3 separate regions of the Sus scrofa genome follow, and all the other regions are linked to region 2. Evidence: chromatin contacts called from public Hi-C and HiChIP or PLAC-seq data. All regions are on one chromosome and are shown on one strand. The core of a region is the stretch at or near the end of the contact, and the rest is flanking DNA. Distances in the headings are between cores, read along the strand shown. Region 1 holds the start of GTF2H4 (general transcription factor IIH subunit 4). Region 2 holds the start of GPANK1 (G-patch domain and ankyrin repeats 1). Region 3 holds the start of RNF5 (ring finger protein 5).

The links. Hi-C and Micro-C count contacts between places; a contact is called where the count stands out from the background. HiChIP or PLAC-seq counts read pairs in DNA pulled down with a chosen protein or histone mark.
Region 1: a contact with region 2 is called in an H3K27ac HiChIP or PLAC-seq map of alveolar macrophages. The contact joins the promoter of GTF2H4 here to the promoter of GPANK1 in region 2. A contact is called at or near these places in 1 of 47 Hi-C or Micro-C datasets (liver) and 1 of 2 datasets of contacts at active chromatin or transcription factors (alveolar macrophages).
Region 3: a Hi-C map of liver shows a contact between it and region 2, with 4 times the contacts expected there. The contact joins the promoter of RNF5 here to the promoter of GPANK1 in region 2. A contact is called at or near these places in 1 of 5 promoter capture datasets (fetal liver), 2 of 47 Hi-C or Micro-C datasets (liver and skeletal muscle) and 2 of 2 datasets of contacts at active chromatin or transcription factors (alveolar macrophages and skeletal muscle).

Annotation. Positions count from the first base shown.
Region 1 is chr7:23,396,170-23,401,033 of Sscrofa11.1, reverse strand. GTF2H4 (general transcription factor IIH subunit 4) reads right to left here and starts at 1,729. Exons shown (of 13, transcript NM_001123120.1): 1 at 1,590-1,729; 2 at 1,223-1,327; 3 at 753-884; 4 at 381-477; 5 at 201-289. The coding sequence starts at 1,729.
Region 2 is chr7:23,778,027-23,782,449 of Sscrofa11.1, reverse strand. It overlaps GPANK1 (G-patch domain and ankyrin repeats 1), which reads left to right and starts at 2,104. Exons shown (of 3, transcript NM_001145383.1): 1 at 2,104-2,629; 2 at 3,123-3,816. The coding sequence starts at 3,212. It overlaps CSNK2B (casein kinase 2 beta), which reads right to left and starts at 1,256. Exons shown (of 7, transcript NM_001145377.2): 1 at 1,248-1,256; 2 at 564-646. The coding sequence starts at 635.
Region 3 is chr7:24,213,005-24,217,183 of Sscrofa11.1, reverse strand. RNF5 (ring finger protein 5) reads right to left here and starts at 1,691. Exons shown (of 6, transcript NM_001123224.1): 1 at 1,332-1,691; 2 at 438-456; 3 at 229-341; 4 at 92-146; 5 at 1-15. The coding sequence starts at 1,471.

The sequences.
Region 1 (4,864 bases), core at 480-2,979, 380 kb after region 2:
GGACCATGGCAGAGGTTTGCTGAGAAAGGCCACCATTCCACTTGTCCGCTCACATTTTTCTTGGTTTATCTCTGGCCATGCTCTACGCAGCTCTCCTTTTGCAGCCAACCCCCTCCAATCCTGATCCGACCCAAACACTCAGGTTAGCAGGGACTCGAGGAGACGGCAAAACAGAGCTGTTGTACCTCTGTCTTCCTCACCTCTTCATGAGCCCAGCCTGGCTGAGGAGCTGAGCCAAGTCCTGGCTGACGGCTGCACTGGGGGAGCCCACCATGAAGTGCAGGACCACCTGAGGAACAGAAGAGACCAGAGAGACAGATGCCTCTAAGGGCCCTGGGATGGGAGCACAAGCAGACACACACAGAGTCCCAAGTCCTTACCTCCCATCGCTCCTCAGCATACTTGTCAAGCGAGGGCACATCCCGGGCATGCTTGTCTGGTCCCAGCTGACTTGTGTCATCAGACCAGGCCTTGCCCCTATGCCAGTACGGCCGAGAGTAAGGAACCCTGCCTGTGTTCCCTGCCCACCACCCCCCTTCCCTCTTTCTACCCTCATCTCCAGGGGCCACGAGTGGGAGACATATCCTATACCACGTAGCAAAGTCTGGTCCAACTTATTCCTAAAGGAGCTCCCAAAGGTGGAGCCCACAAGGTTCCAGAGAGGTCCCCCAGGGCCTCTTAATAAGTAGTTTAATGAGCAGTTTAATCACTAGTTCCCCTGCCTGGCCTAGGAAAAGATGGAAGTGACATACCCACCCAGAAGGGCAATGCGGAGGTTTTGGCGGAAGATGGGGTTGAGGATGAGGCCCTGGAGGCCACCAGGGAGCAGCTGGGTGTGCCAGATACGGAGGCCGCTCAGCAGCCCCGTGCTTTCCTCCTGGGCTCTGGAACAGAAGAGGAGAGGTGAGGGGAGTGTCCAGAGAACAAAAGGAAGGAAGCCCATAAAGACCACCATTTCTGCCTTTTCTGAACTGGTGGTCCTTGGAACACTGTTTCACAGAGTGAAATTGGTATCTTCTTAAGGCAAATTTCTTTACTGCAGCACCTACCAGAACCTTGTTATAGACATCACAACTCTCCAAGAGGCAAAATGGAGTATGCGTAGTTTCCCAAACTTGTTTAATTACAAGTTTAGTGGTGTTCCCTTGAATATACTCCAGCAGTTTGGGAAACCTGGCTGTTGAGAAATTTGTATCTGGCTGAAAGTGCAGCAGAGACTCACTTGCTGAATTCCTTCTTCACCCACAAGGCTACGGCAGCTTGTGGCAGAGGCTGCTCCAGAAAGAGCATCCGCATCACCCAGTTCTTAGCTAAAGATGGGAGCTCCCTATAAGGGGGCAGAGGGAAAACGTTAATATCAGAAACTGCCTCAGATCTGCATCCCTGCCCTCAAATGCCTCTCAAACATCTCATCTCACCCCTGGCCCTTTTACCAGTCTTCCTGCCCCCACATCTCCATCTGTTTGGGCCTGACACATTTTAGTCTCCAAGCCCCCCAGAGCTAAGCTTCTACCCATGATAACTTATTGCAGTCTGCAGGCCTCATTACATTTCCCTACTATGGTCCCTGCCATGAACGGGGTCCTCACCTGAAGACAGCCAAACAGGTGGCAGGGTGCCCATACAATCGGTCCAATACAACAGGGCTCAGGCCCCCTAAGAATTCCTGCAGATTCCTGCATTGTAGGTGTACTCGATTCAGTCCACCCCTTGAAGGGGTGCTCTCCATCACCTGAGAGATGCAAGTGTTAGTGGACCTCCGAAATCCATGCCAGTGTCACCCCCTCACCGTTCTCATTCCAATTCCAGATCCACTGGCCCCTGCAAAAATTCATCTTTTCTACAGTTTCCTTTTTCACGTCACTCATCTCCTCTTGTTTCTCCCAAACCTGACCACCCTCCTCTTCTTTCCTCCCTCCTCACTGCACTCCTGATCTCAACTCAAGTCTTCTCCAATTTCTAAGTGAAAGAATTGTCAGCTGTTCCATATTTGCAAAAATATTTTGTATTTCAGTGACTTATCTACACCCTAGGCAAAGAAAGTTTTCTGAGCCCAGTTCTCTCTCCCCTCGACCTCTCCTGGTCTGATCAGCCTATAAACTTCAATCTGCCCATTCTCTCCATCTATTTCTTGACCCCACTCCTCGTGCTGGGAACGGCAATAATTACCTTTCCCCTCCAAGTCTCATAAATCTAATTCCACCTCTTTCCTCTTCCCGTCCCTAAGACTACTTCACTCCATTCACCCTGACTCACACCGTATGATCTCCTCCTAACTCGTCCCCTACTTTCTTCCCAATGCTCGTCTCTCATCAACTCTCTCCTTCTTATACCTCCCGCCACCCCTTCTCTCCCAGCCCCCTTACCACTCAGTGTCGACCCCCTCCTCGTGCACTCCGAGTCTTAAGCCGTCGCTTAATCGGAGCCAGTGTCTCGCATTAGCTCTCAGGAATAGGGGAAAGAATGGCGGAAAGTGAGCGAAAAATATGGGGAGGGGGACGAAGGATTTCACCCACGCAAGTCCAGAGTGGAGGATTCAGAAGAGGAGTGGAGAGGTAGGGAGGAGAAGAACCGGCGCTGCACTCGCTCGCCACAGGGCATGCTGGGAATTGGAGTCTTGTCCTTCCCAGCCCGGGAGCCAGCTGAAGCGCGTCCGACTACAACTCCCAAAAGGCACTGCGGGGAGCCAAGCGGAGAGAGGCTGGCTTTTACGTAAGAGAGCCGGAGGCTCCGGAGGTCTGGCTGTTCGTTCCGCATCGCTCTCCACCCACTCGGCTAACGGCGAGTCTAACCAACCCGAGATCATGTGGGGACCCTGAGAATAGAAGTTCCCCGAGGTCTTCCTATCCGAGGTGCGGAAACCACTGGGTGGTGAGGAGCTCAGGTTCAGAGATGCAGAAACCTGGGTTCCTTGAGCTCAGTTGCTCCTCGTAAAACTGGAATAATGCACTTTCCAGAGCATTTTCTCGAATTAGGAGTTAACTCCATCCGGTGTGCCTTCCTTGGCAAGTAAATACTCAGTAAATCTTAATTGTCACGTCCTCCATGCTTCCATCCACCTCCCCGCCCCCCCCCGCCCCCTGTTAGAAGATCCTAATAAATGCAGTTTAAAAAAACAAACAATTGTTTGGTCTGATTTGATATATTAAACTACTGCTTGTTAAGGGAAGGGAACGTCTTAAGCCAGAGCCAGATCTGTAAGTTTCCCCAAATTCCTTTAAGACAAGTTTTATTATTCCCACTTTCCAGACTAGAGGACAGAAACTCAATGAGATTAAGAAATTTGTCCATGATCAGACAGCCAGAAACTGCCTAAACTGGGATTTGAGGTACATTTGCAAGTTACCAGGAATGAAAACGGTAAGAACTAAGATTTCTTTATATTTTGTAGCCTACCCATGCTTGTTTTGTTGTTCCGTAAAATCCTCAAAAGAATGGCACAAAACTGACAAACCTTCTTTATGGCAAAATGTTAAGTAAGATTGAACAAATTACAGTCTGGGAAGAAATGTTTGGTAAAATAGATAAAATACAAAGCAGTAAGAAAAAGAACACAATAGAAATATTAAGTTTAATAACAGGCAAAAAAAATACAAGTGCCATGTAACCAAATAAAGAAACTCTCAACTTCTCAACTTCATTGTTTTTTTTTCACATCTTATTTATTTATTTTTATTTTTTTATTTTTATTTTTTTTTGTCTTTTTGCTATTTCGTGGGACGCTCTCGCGGCATATGGAGGTTCCCAGGCTAGGGGTCGAATCAGAGCTATAGCTGCCAGCCTATGCCAGAGCCACAGCAACGCAGGATCTGAGCCACGTCTGCGACCTACACCACAGCTCACGGCAATGCCGGATCGTTAACCCACTGAGCAAGGGCAGGGATCGAACCCACAACCTCATGGTTCCTAGTCGGATTCGTTAACCACTGCGCCACGATGGGAACTCCTATATTTATTTTTTTTATTACTCAAATGAATTTATCACATCTGTAGTTGTATAATGATTGTAACAATTTGATTTCCCACCCCCAAACTGTCTCCTCCAGAGACCATAAGTTTTTCAATGTCTGTGAGTCAGCATCTGTTCAAAGTTCAGTCTGTCCTTTTTTCAGATTCCACATGTCAGTGAAAGCATTTGATGTTGGTGTCTCATTGTATGGCTGACTTCACTTAGCATGATAGTTTCTAGGTCCATTCATGTTGCAAAAAATGCTGATATTTCATTCTTTTTAATGGCTGAGTAATATTCCACTGTGTATATGTACCACATCTTCTTGATCCCCTCCTCTGTCGATGGACATTTAGGTTGTTTCCATGTCTTGGCTATTGCAAATAGTGTTGCAATGAACTCTGGAGTACATGTGTCTTTGCGAGTCGTGGTTTTCTCTGGATAGATGCCCAGGAGTGGGATTGCTGGATCAAATGGTAGTTCTATGTTTAGTTTTCTGAGGAATCTCCATACTGCTTTCCACAGTGGTTGCACCAATTTACAATCCCACCAACAGTGTACTAGTGTTCCTTTTCCTCCACACCCTCTCCAGCACTTATTGTTTGTAGACTTTTGGATGATGGCCATTCTGGCTGGTGTCAGGTGGTACCTCAGAGTGGTTTTGATTTGCATCTCTCTAATAATGAGTGATGTTGAACATCTTTTCATGTGTTTCTTGGCCATCTGTATGTCTTCTTTGGAGAACTGTCTGTTTAGATCTTCTGCCCATTTTTGGATGGGGTGGTTTGTTTTTTTGGTATGGAGCTGCAGAAGGTGTTTATAAATTTTGGAGATTAGTCCCTTGTCAGTGGATTCACTTGCAAAGATTTTCTCCCATTCTGTGGGTTGTCTTTTTGTGTTGTTTAGGGTTTCCTT
Region 2 (4,423 bases), core at 855-3,354:
AGTATCCTTGGATCCCCAGGTTGCTGTGGCTGGGGCATAGGCCAGCAGCTGCAGCTTTGATTCAACCCCCGCCTCCAAAAAAAAAAAAAAAAAAAAAAATCCTGTCCCCATTCCTGCTTCCCATCTCTAAGAGTCAGTTTTGGCCTCTCCTTAGGGGCAGCTGGCTTGCTGAGGAAGGTGGAGGCTGAACAGCTTGGGTTCTGAAGGCGCTCACAATCCCTTATGTTAACACACAGCTCTGCACGTTACAAAACATTTTAACGTGAGGTGTCTTAATTCTCCTAATAGCTACCAGAAACAGGTGCTACCGGTAGCACTGTGGTAATAAAAACATGGGTTGATGAGTCCAACATTACATTGCTGGAGGGTGGCAGGGTCAACCTGAGGCCCAGTCTTGCCTTCAGTATGAGTTAGTGAGAGAATTACTAAGGAGACTCTTTCTTAACGTGAAAGGGTTTTTACGGAAGACTGTAAAACAAGTATCTAGAAACTGAATATATACTATGCGAGAGAATGCCTGGCCAGATTATATGTGGAAAGGGACAAGGAGGTTAAGAACTCACTTCACAGAAGAATTCATTGCCACGGAGCCCACAGAACCAGGAAATCCAGGACACCTCCTCTGAGCTGCTCATCTTCACTTCAGCTAGAAAAAGAAGAGTGTCAGCCTAAGCTCTCCTCCCTGCCTCTGATATCCTCCCTCTTCCCACACTTTGCCCTCCAACCACAGAAGAATTTAGGGCCACCCTTTCTTAAAGGATCCTAGACTGGAGCAGTTCTCTCCAGCTCCTCCTATTCACACCTCAACCCCTTTTTTCAGAGACAGGAAATTCTCTGGGGTCCCAACACTTGTGTGTAACCGGCAGGTCTTGACCCATTAGTCCTATCCACATCCCTAACGCTCCCCAAGGCCAGGCCCCTCTCTCCTCTATGTCAACTCCAGCAGGGCCTGCGGCTCAGATTCCCTACCCCCGCAAGTCTCCGTTTGTCCCCGGCCCCATTCCCAAGGTTTCCGAAGTTTCTTTCCAGGCAAGAGCTAAGCTCCTCTTTTTCTCAAAGTCTGGGGATGGCAGTTAGGTCCCTTTCACGGGAGTCTCCTTATCCCGCCTCCATCCTTCAGACCACCCCCTCCTTCCTTCGGTCCCGGACCTGGTCACTTCCTTCCCCACCCCCACATCAAGGCACGGAGACCCCTTGTGCCGCGCCCAGGAACAGGGGACGCGGCGCGGCAACGACCTCAGACTCACCGGCTGGACGGGGACTGGGACCGGGGGGGCGGGGAGGGGAGGGGAGTTTCTGCTTCCAAGGAACCGCGGCGACGGCTACAACGCAGGCCGCGGATCCAACCGCGGCAGGCGAAGTGGGGCGGGGGGAGTGGAAACTGGGGAGGGTGGGGAAGAGGGCAACGCGCAAGCGCTTAAAATCGTGCGCCGCGGTGAACGCCGGGAGATGGAGTCCTCGGAAGCTAGAAACTGGCGCAACTGAGAAAGGGCGAACTACGAATCCCAGGACGACCCGCCCACGACCCTGGTGTCGCGAGGCCCCTGAGGGAAACGCTCCGGGGCGGGGCGTAGGGAGCCGCCACCGGAAGCGGAAACGCAGTACCGTGTTCTGGGCCAGGGAGCCTGGGAAATATAGTCGAGTGATCTTATCACCGTGGGGCTGAGAGGGGGCGGGGAAAGGAACAAGACAGGCTGGATCATTTACTGCCGCTCCCTCTCACACAACGAGCCTCAGGCGTGCGGCCCTGCTACCCAGACCATTGACCTCATCACCGACCAGCTGCCTGGCCCTTATCGCTTGTGGAGCCCCCCTGTCCGAGTCAGCCTGCCAAGGAGACCCTCAACGGGGCCCATATTTCACTCAAGGGTTTGATCTCCTGAGGTGGGAGGTGAGGCCGGGTTCCGCGCTGAGGGACCTGGGTAGGGTGTGCTGGCTGAGCTGAGAGGTGTGAGAATCGGGAAGGTCCCGTGCGCTAACCTGAGGTGGCGCCAGCCATTCTGTTGCTCGTCCCCTTGCACTTCTCCATTTCCTTTTAAGGCTTGAACAGGGCCTTCTGCTGCGGGTGCTAAGTGCGACCTTCCAACCCTGGTCAGATTAATGGTGAGGGGCTGCGTGACTATTTCATTTCACGGCTTCTGGGCATTCTCCGCCTCAGGGCCTTTCTTAACCCAGAGGGTGGTTTCCCAGGTCCAGAAAATGAGCTTGGAGCGGGGGCCACGTTGAGGGAGGCGAAGAGCATTGTGGGGGCGTTAGGTAAAAGCAGGACCCCAACCGACAGATATTTCTCGATCCTCGCGCTACCAGGGCACGTGGCGTTTTGCGCTTGTGTTATTGGAAAGATTCCAGGGCGGGAAATAGCCCGGAGCAGCGCGCCTGCGTGCTCCAGTATTGTTTTTGTTTGTCCCCCGCCCGCTCCCCATTCAGCTGCGCATGCGGCTTTGACTGTGGACGCCTTTGCTTAGAGTAGCGCCATTTTGCAGTACGGAAGCTGCAAAGCAACGAGTGGAACCTCCCCGCGAATCGGCTTCCTGCTTCCGGACAAATGTCAAGTCTGTTTTTGTTTAAGAATACCCCGAAATAGGATCCAGGAAGATTTAAAGAGCCAGGCTGATTGTTTTCCTTAATGGTATGTCCCGCGCAGTTGTAAAGTAGTTTCAGAGAAAGGCTGTTATTATTGATGGTGAGGATGGAGTGGGGGCAGAGCACAGGACTTCTGGGCAACTGTCTTACAGAGTCTACTTTGTTAACCTTTACTAAGGGGCATGGTCTGTTACCATAGGGTTTCCTATTTTTACACAATCCGTGGTCCTCGGGGTTCACTTTCCGCGTAGGAGGGTTTTTGTTTGTTTTTGTCTTTAGGGCTGCACCGGTGGCATATGGAGGCTCCCAGGCTAGAAATGGAATTGGAGCTACAGCTGCTGGCCTACACCACAGCCACAGCAACGCAGGATCCAGCCGTGTCTGCAACCTACACCACAGCTCACAGCAACGCCGGATCCTTAACCCACTGATCTGAGGCCAGGGATCGAATCTAATCAGGTTTGTTAACCACTGAGCCACGAAGGGAACTCCCGGGAGGGGATTTTTGATTCTAAGGATACTTGTTTTTATCCCAGCAGGTGTCTGTAGGTGATTCTGGTCATTGCAGGACCATCTGGGACTTGGCTTCCCCCTGCCTAATCTCATTTTCCCAACTCTCCCCAAAGCCATGTCCGGGTCCTCCCTCATTAACTTTACCCCAGCCACTGACCCCAGTGATCTCTGGAAAGATGGGCAACTGCAGTCACACCCTGAAGAGCTGGAGCCCACCCTGGATGGGGCTGCAGCCCGGGCTTTCTATGAAGCTTTGATTGGGGACGAGGACAGCACCCCTGAGCCCCAGAGATCTCAGCCTGAGCCTGCTAGAAAGAGGAAGAAAAGACGAACGATGAGGGAGACTACAGCAGGAGCATCAGGAGAAGATGGACAAAGGAGATCCCTTGAGGCAGAGGACAAGATGACCCAGCAGATACTGAGGGCAGCCCAGGAGGGGGACCTGGCAAAACTGAAAAAGCTGTTGGATCCCCATGAGGCAGGGGGAGCTGGAGGGAATATCAACGCTCGAGATGCTTTCTGGTGGACCCCACTGATGTGTGCTGCCCGAGCAGGCCAGGGGGCAGCTGTGCGCTATCTCCTGGGCCGTGGGGCGGCCTGGGTGGGGGTCTGCGAGCTGGGTGGCAGGGATGCTGCTCAGCTGGCGGAAGAAGCAGGCTTCCCTGAAGTGGCCCGCATGGTCAGAGAGAGCCCCGGAGAGACAAGGAGTCCAGAGAACCGGTAAGGGGAAGCCTTATCTTTCATTGTGTTCTGCCCTTCCTCACACTTCACACAGGAGGCCACAGAATAGAGCCAAAGGGTTTACTTTCCTGTTCCCTAATGTAGGCTGATCGGGCAGTGTGATTATGAACAGGATACTCCCTTGGATTATTTTTTATATAAAACATTTTTTTCATTAAAAAAAAAATTGGGGTAGTTCCCATTGCGGCTCAGTGGTAACAAACCCAACTAGTATCCATGAGGACGAGGGTTCAGTCCCTGACCTCAGTGGGTTAAGATCTTGGCATTGTCGTGTGGTGTAGATCTCACATGAGGCTCGGATCTCACATGGCTGTGGTTGTAGCATAGGCCAGCAGCTACAGCTCTGATTTGGCCCCTAGTCTGGGGACTTCCACATGCCGCAGGTGTGGCCCTAAAAAAGACAAAAAAAATTTTAAGTTTTTTAATTGAAGTATAGTTCACGTATATTTGCTATATTCCCACATTGCATGGGCTCCTTGGGTTTAAATCCTGACTGTACTTACGTGGGCAAGCAACCTAACCCATGTGCCTCAGTTTCCTCATCTAAGAAATGGAGCAATAAAAGCACCTTTCTCTTAGGGTTGTT
Region 3 (4,179 bases), core at 442-2,941, 440 kb before region 2:
AAATGGCTGGAATCCCTAGGGAGGTGAAGAACGTCAGTGGGGAGCTGGGCAAGTCTTTGGCAAGGAAGGAAGGCAATCACACAAGACTCACCCCTCTGCTCTCAGGCGCCGGTCGCTGGCCCTGCGGGCGGGGTGGAGTTTTCAATCTGAGGAAGAGGAGAGGGATGATCAACAGGGAATAATACTCCCTCCTCTTCCCTTCCCTCAGCACTACCTCCCCTCTCTCACCTGGGATCCTGGGGCTTCTGGCTCCCTCGCCCATAGAGGGGGACAACCTTTTCTCTGCTGATCCCAGCTTTACACACTGGGCACTCTTGCCGCTCTGGCCGTGTCTCCAGCCACTGGGGGAAAAAAATGTAGTGGTTTCCAGTACACAGAAGCGTCTTCCAGCTCCTCAGACCTCCCCATCTCCCTCTTCATCTCCTCTGAGTACGCACCTGATGAAGACAGGGCCAACTGGAAAGGGGGAAAGAAAAAGGTCAGACCAGCTACACAAAAGACACAGACTCAAACTCAGGGTCCTAACTCGCCACCCGTTCCCAGGTGTTACCTGCTGTTTCCTGCCATATTTTCCACAACCTCTACTATGCCAGCCAAACTGGCCTCCCTGCTTCTCTGACTTTCCAATACCTAGAGCTACGTCCACCCTCAACATGCTCAACCCGCTCCTCTCCCCCTCTCTTCTCAACCTTTCAACTTAATTTCCAGTTCTCTTGACCATCCTTTTCCAGATCTCCTTTCAGCCCCAGCCCCATCTATGCCCCCATTAATCCCAAACCAAACCCCCTTTACCAGTATCTTCTTTTGCTACTCCTTTTCTTCTCTCCCATGTCCAATAAAGGGCCCTCTTTCCATAATTCCTTAACCTCTGGGGACTGCTCCTCTACAGCACCCCTGTCCCCAGGTTTGTCATCCTGCCCCTTCCCATATCTCACCGGAATGTGATCCCACGTTCCCCAGATCTCCCTTTACTCACCTGATGCCTATCTCCCCTGACCTTTGAGTCTAATCTGTTCCCAACCTCCCTGGGGTAAGGTGGCTCGGGTCTCATCTGCACCGCTGTGCAGCGCCCACCCCCTGTGCCCCCTTTCCTCTTAACACACCGTACGCCCCAGCTCCTAGTTTCTATGACTCCTTTCCACAGGTCTCCTCTGCACAGATGTGACCCTCTCGCCCACACATACCTAAAAAGACCTAAGAACCCTCCTGAGGCCTCACCTAGGAGAATGTGCCCTCTGATCATCTATAAGCCTATATGCCCCCTCTCACCCCCAGCCTCCATACTATAGAGGTGAGACCCACTCTTTTTCGCCCCCTTCCCAGATTCTCACCAGTACAGGTGGCCACACACGCTGACCACAGCTTCCCGAGCAGTCTCCAGACATATATTACATTCGAAGGTCGCGCCCGCCCCGCCCCGCTCGCGGTTTGGCCCTTCGGGGCCCCCGTCCTCCTCCTCCGCTGCTGCCATGGCCGGTTCTGCTTCGCCCCCGTGTACCCCTTAATCCCCCGAAACACACGTACAAGCGCCCCAACAAACGAGAAACCGCCTCCTGCCCACGATCTTTGGGCAGGCCTCAGGGTTTTCTAATTACTATAGGTCTGAATGCCTGTCAATCCCACAGGGTCAAAAGAAAGGATTGGTCCAAAGGGCAGGGGAGCAAAGAGGTTTGCGCGGTGCTGCCCTTGCACAATGTCTATTGGCTGACACAGTCACAGACAGTAAGCACGGCCACCGGATTGGTATTAACTCCACACGTCCTGTCGCCGGCCAGGGAGGGCTTTATTCGTTTGAGTAGCTGCCAGTCATAACCAAAGGCCAGAAGCAATTGGCTCCAGACTACGTAGACCTCGCCCACTAGAAGGCCCTTTCTTTCCTTTACTTCCTTCTTCACAGAATGTCGGGATTCCTATTGGACTTTGGAGCGTAAGGCTCCAAAGCAATTGATTGGCTAGAACTAGACGGAAAATGGTGGCTAGGCAAAATGCGCGTGCGCAGCCGGCGGAGGGGCGGGGAGGGCCAATCCTGTGAGGGTTGAGCCTTCTCTGATCCCACCCCTTCACCTCGCTCTCTTGTCGCCATGGTGACTGCTCTACAATTGGCGAGGTTTGGAGTTCAAAGGCCTCGGCTCGGCCTCATCCGGGTCCTCCGATCGTGGTTTTTTTTTTTTTCTCTCTCTCTCTCTGTCTCTCTGCTGATTGGGTTGTTCCTTTCGCCCCTGATTGGCCGAGATCGGAAAAGACAGCGAAGAGCTCGGAAAAGAGGACCATTACTGGGGTCGCAGGGTTCAAAATGGCTCCGGCCTCCTTCGGTGACGTAAAGAGCAGAACTTGGGTCCGCCCCTCACTCTTAGTGAAGAAGGGAGCAGAATTGGGATTAGCCCGACGTTTGGATGGTGCGAGCATCGATCTGCGGCGCTGGTGTTAATCCATCTCCCTCGGCTGGACGACTCAGCCCGCCCCTCCTTAGGTGATTTACACAGCAGAACTGAAGGCCCATCCCCCTTTCAGTGTGACACAGAGTAGAACAGGGTTGACCTCCTCTCCGTTTTAAGCCTTAAGAGCAAAAATCTCCTCGGCTTTGTGAATGGGTGCAGAAGAGGCAAGGCCCGCCCCTTTTTAGGCGACCCGCGGCGGGATGGGGTTAGGCCCGCCCCTTCCTTCACGTACTTGGCCTAGCTGACCTGGGGTCTTCCTCTGAGCTGTACCCCCAGGGACTTGGGCAACCTGCTATAGAGCTTGGGCCTTTCGTACGAGTTTGGTCCTTTTCTACAGTCAGTGGTCCTCACTGTGGCCCAAGAAGCAGAACTAGGTAACAGTCTTCCCATCACCAGTATTCTTTACATCCTCTTCCTCAGGGCTTGTAAAACGCTTGCAGGGCAAAGGTGTCTGAGAGGGTTGAGGCCCGACACAGGCTAAGGGCTGCTCAACAACATCCCGGTAAAAGGCCTCACGTGACTCAAGTGAGGCAAGGTGAGATGTTAGTTGACGCCTAAGGCAGGGGAGGTAAGGGTTTAGGAGGCGCTTAGAGGTTTAGGGGAAACGTTTATGAGCGGAGAAGCAGAGACCAAGAAGGGAAGAGTGATGGAGTGATCCCGATAAGGGGCCGATGGGAATATGGGAAAGAGGGCAACAGGCAGGAGAGAGAGCTAGGTATGTGACTACAGAATTAAGGAGGCATGCTGGGCCCAAAGGAATCAGCATTCTTCCTCACAAGTCTTTTCCACAAAGCAACCCTATGCCCAGTTTCCATTGGAAGAAAAGAGTACATCTTTTCTATGTTGCGGAGGAGTAGTTTCAGCTTAGAGGAGTAAGGAGACTGATAGGAAGGAGAGAACTAGAAAAAGTACTGAGGTTTAAAGAACACGGAAGAACAGGGGCAGGGAGAGGGCCTGAGAGTATCCCTTCTCTCCAAAGGCCAGGAAGGGGGAAGGTGGTGGTGGAGGGAGCTGGGCTGCTGGGAGATAGTGGTGGGGGGTGGTGGGGACAAAGGGCAAAGAGATCAGACAAGAGGGCTGCAGGGTGAGGTGGAGTGAGATGGAGCCCTGGAGAGAACAAGAGAGGTGAAGAACTCAGTGCTTGGCGTTTAGTAAGTGCTTGATAAATATTTGGACTTGAACAGGGAACAGGAAAAGAGAGTTGGAGAAGGGATGGAGTCAGAGGGAATAAGCAGCAGATGTGGGAGTTCAGGAGAAAGGAAGAAACCAATCAGCTGTAGGAGGAGAGCTTTTTGCAGGCTGGGAAGGAACTGGCCAAGGAAGGAATACAGCACCAAGGGACCCAAGCCATGTGTGCTGAAAGGAAACTGGAGACAAAAAGGTGCCGCTGAAGCCACAGAAGGCCAGAGACACGGAGGCAGAGCCCAGCAGAGCTCTCGTGGGGTGGAGCTAGCCGGAGGAGACAGAAAGATGTGGGGAAGAGATGCCAAGGTCCCCGGGCGGCGATTGGCAAAACAGGGCGCCCATCACCGCCCCCTACTTCCTGGCCAGCCCCGGAAACGAGCGGGCGTGGGGAGGGGTGGCGGGGGATAGCGGCAGCAGCAGCCCCAGCCCTCCGAGACGGCAGGAAGGGAGGGAGGGAGGGAGCTGGGGGGACAACCCCCACCATTCCTACCGCTATGGGCCCAGCCTCCCACTCTCACCTCCCCTCCATCGGCCGGGGCTAGGACACCCCCAAATC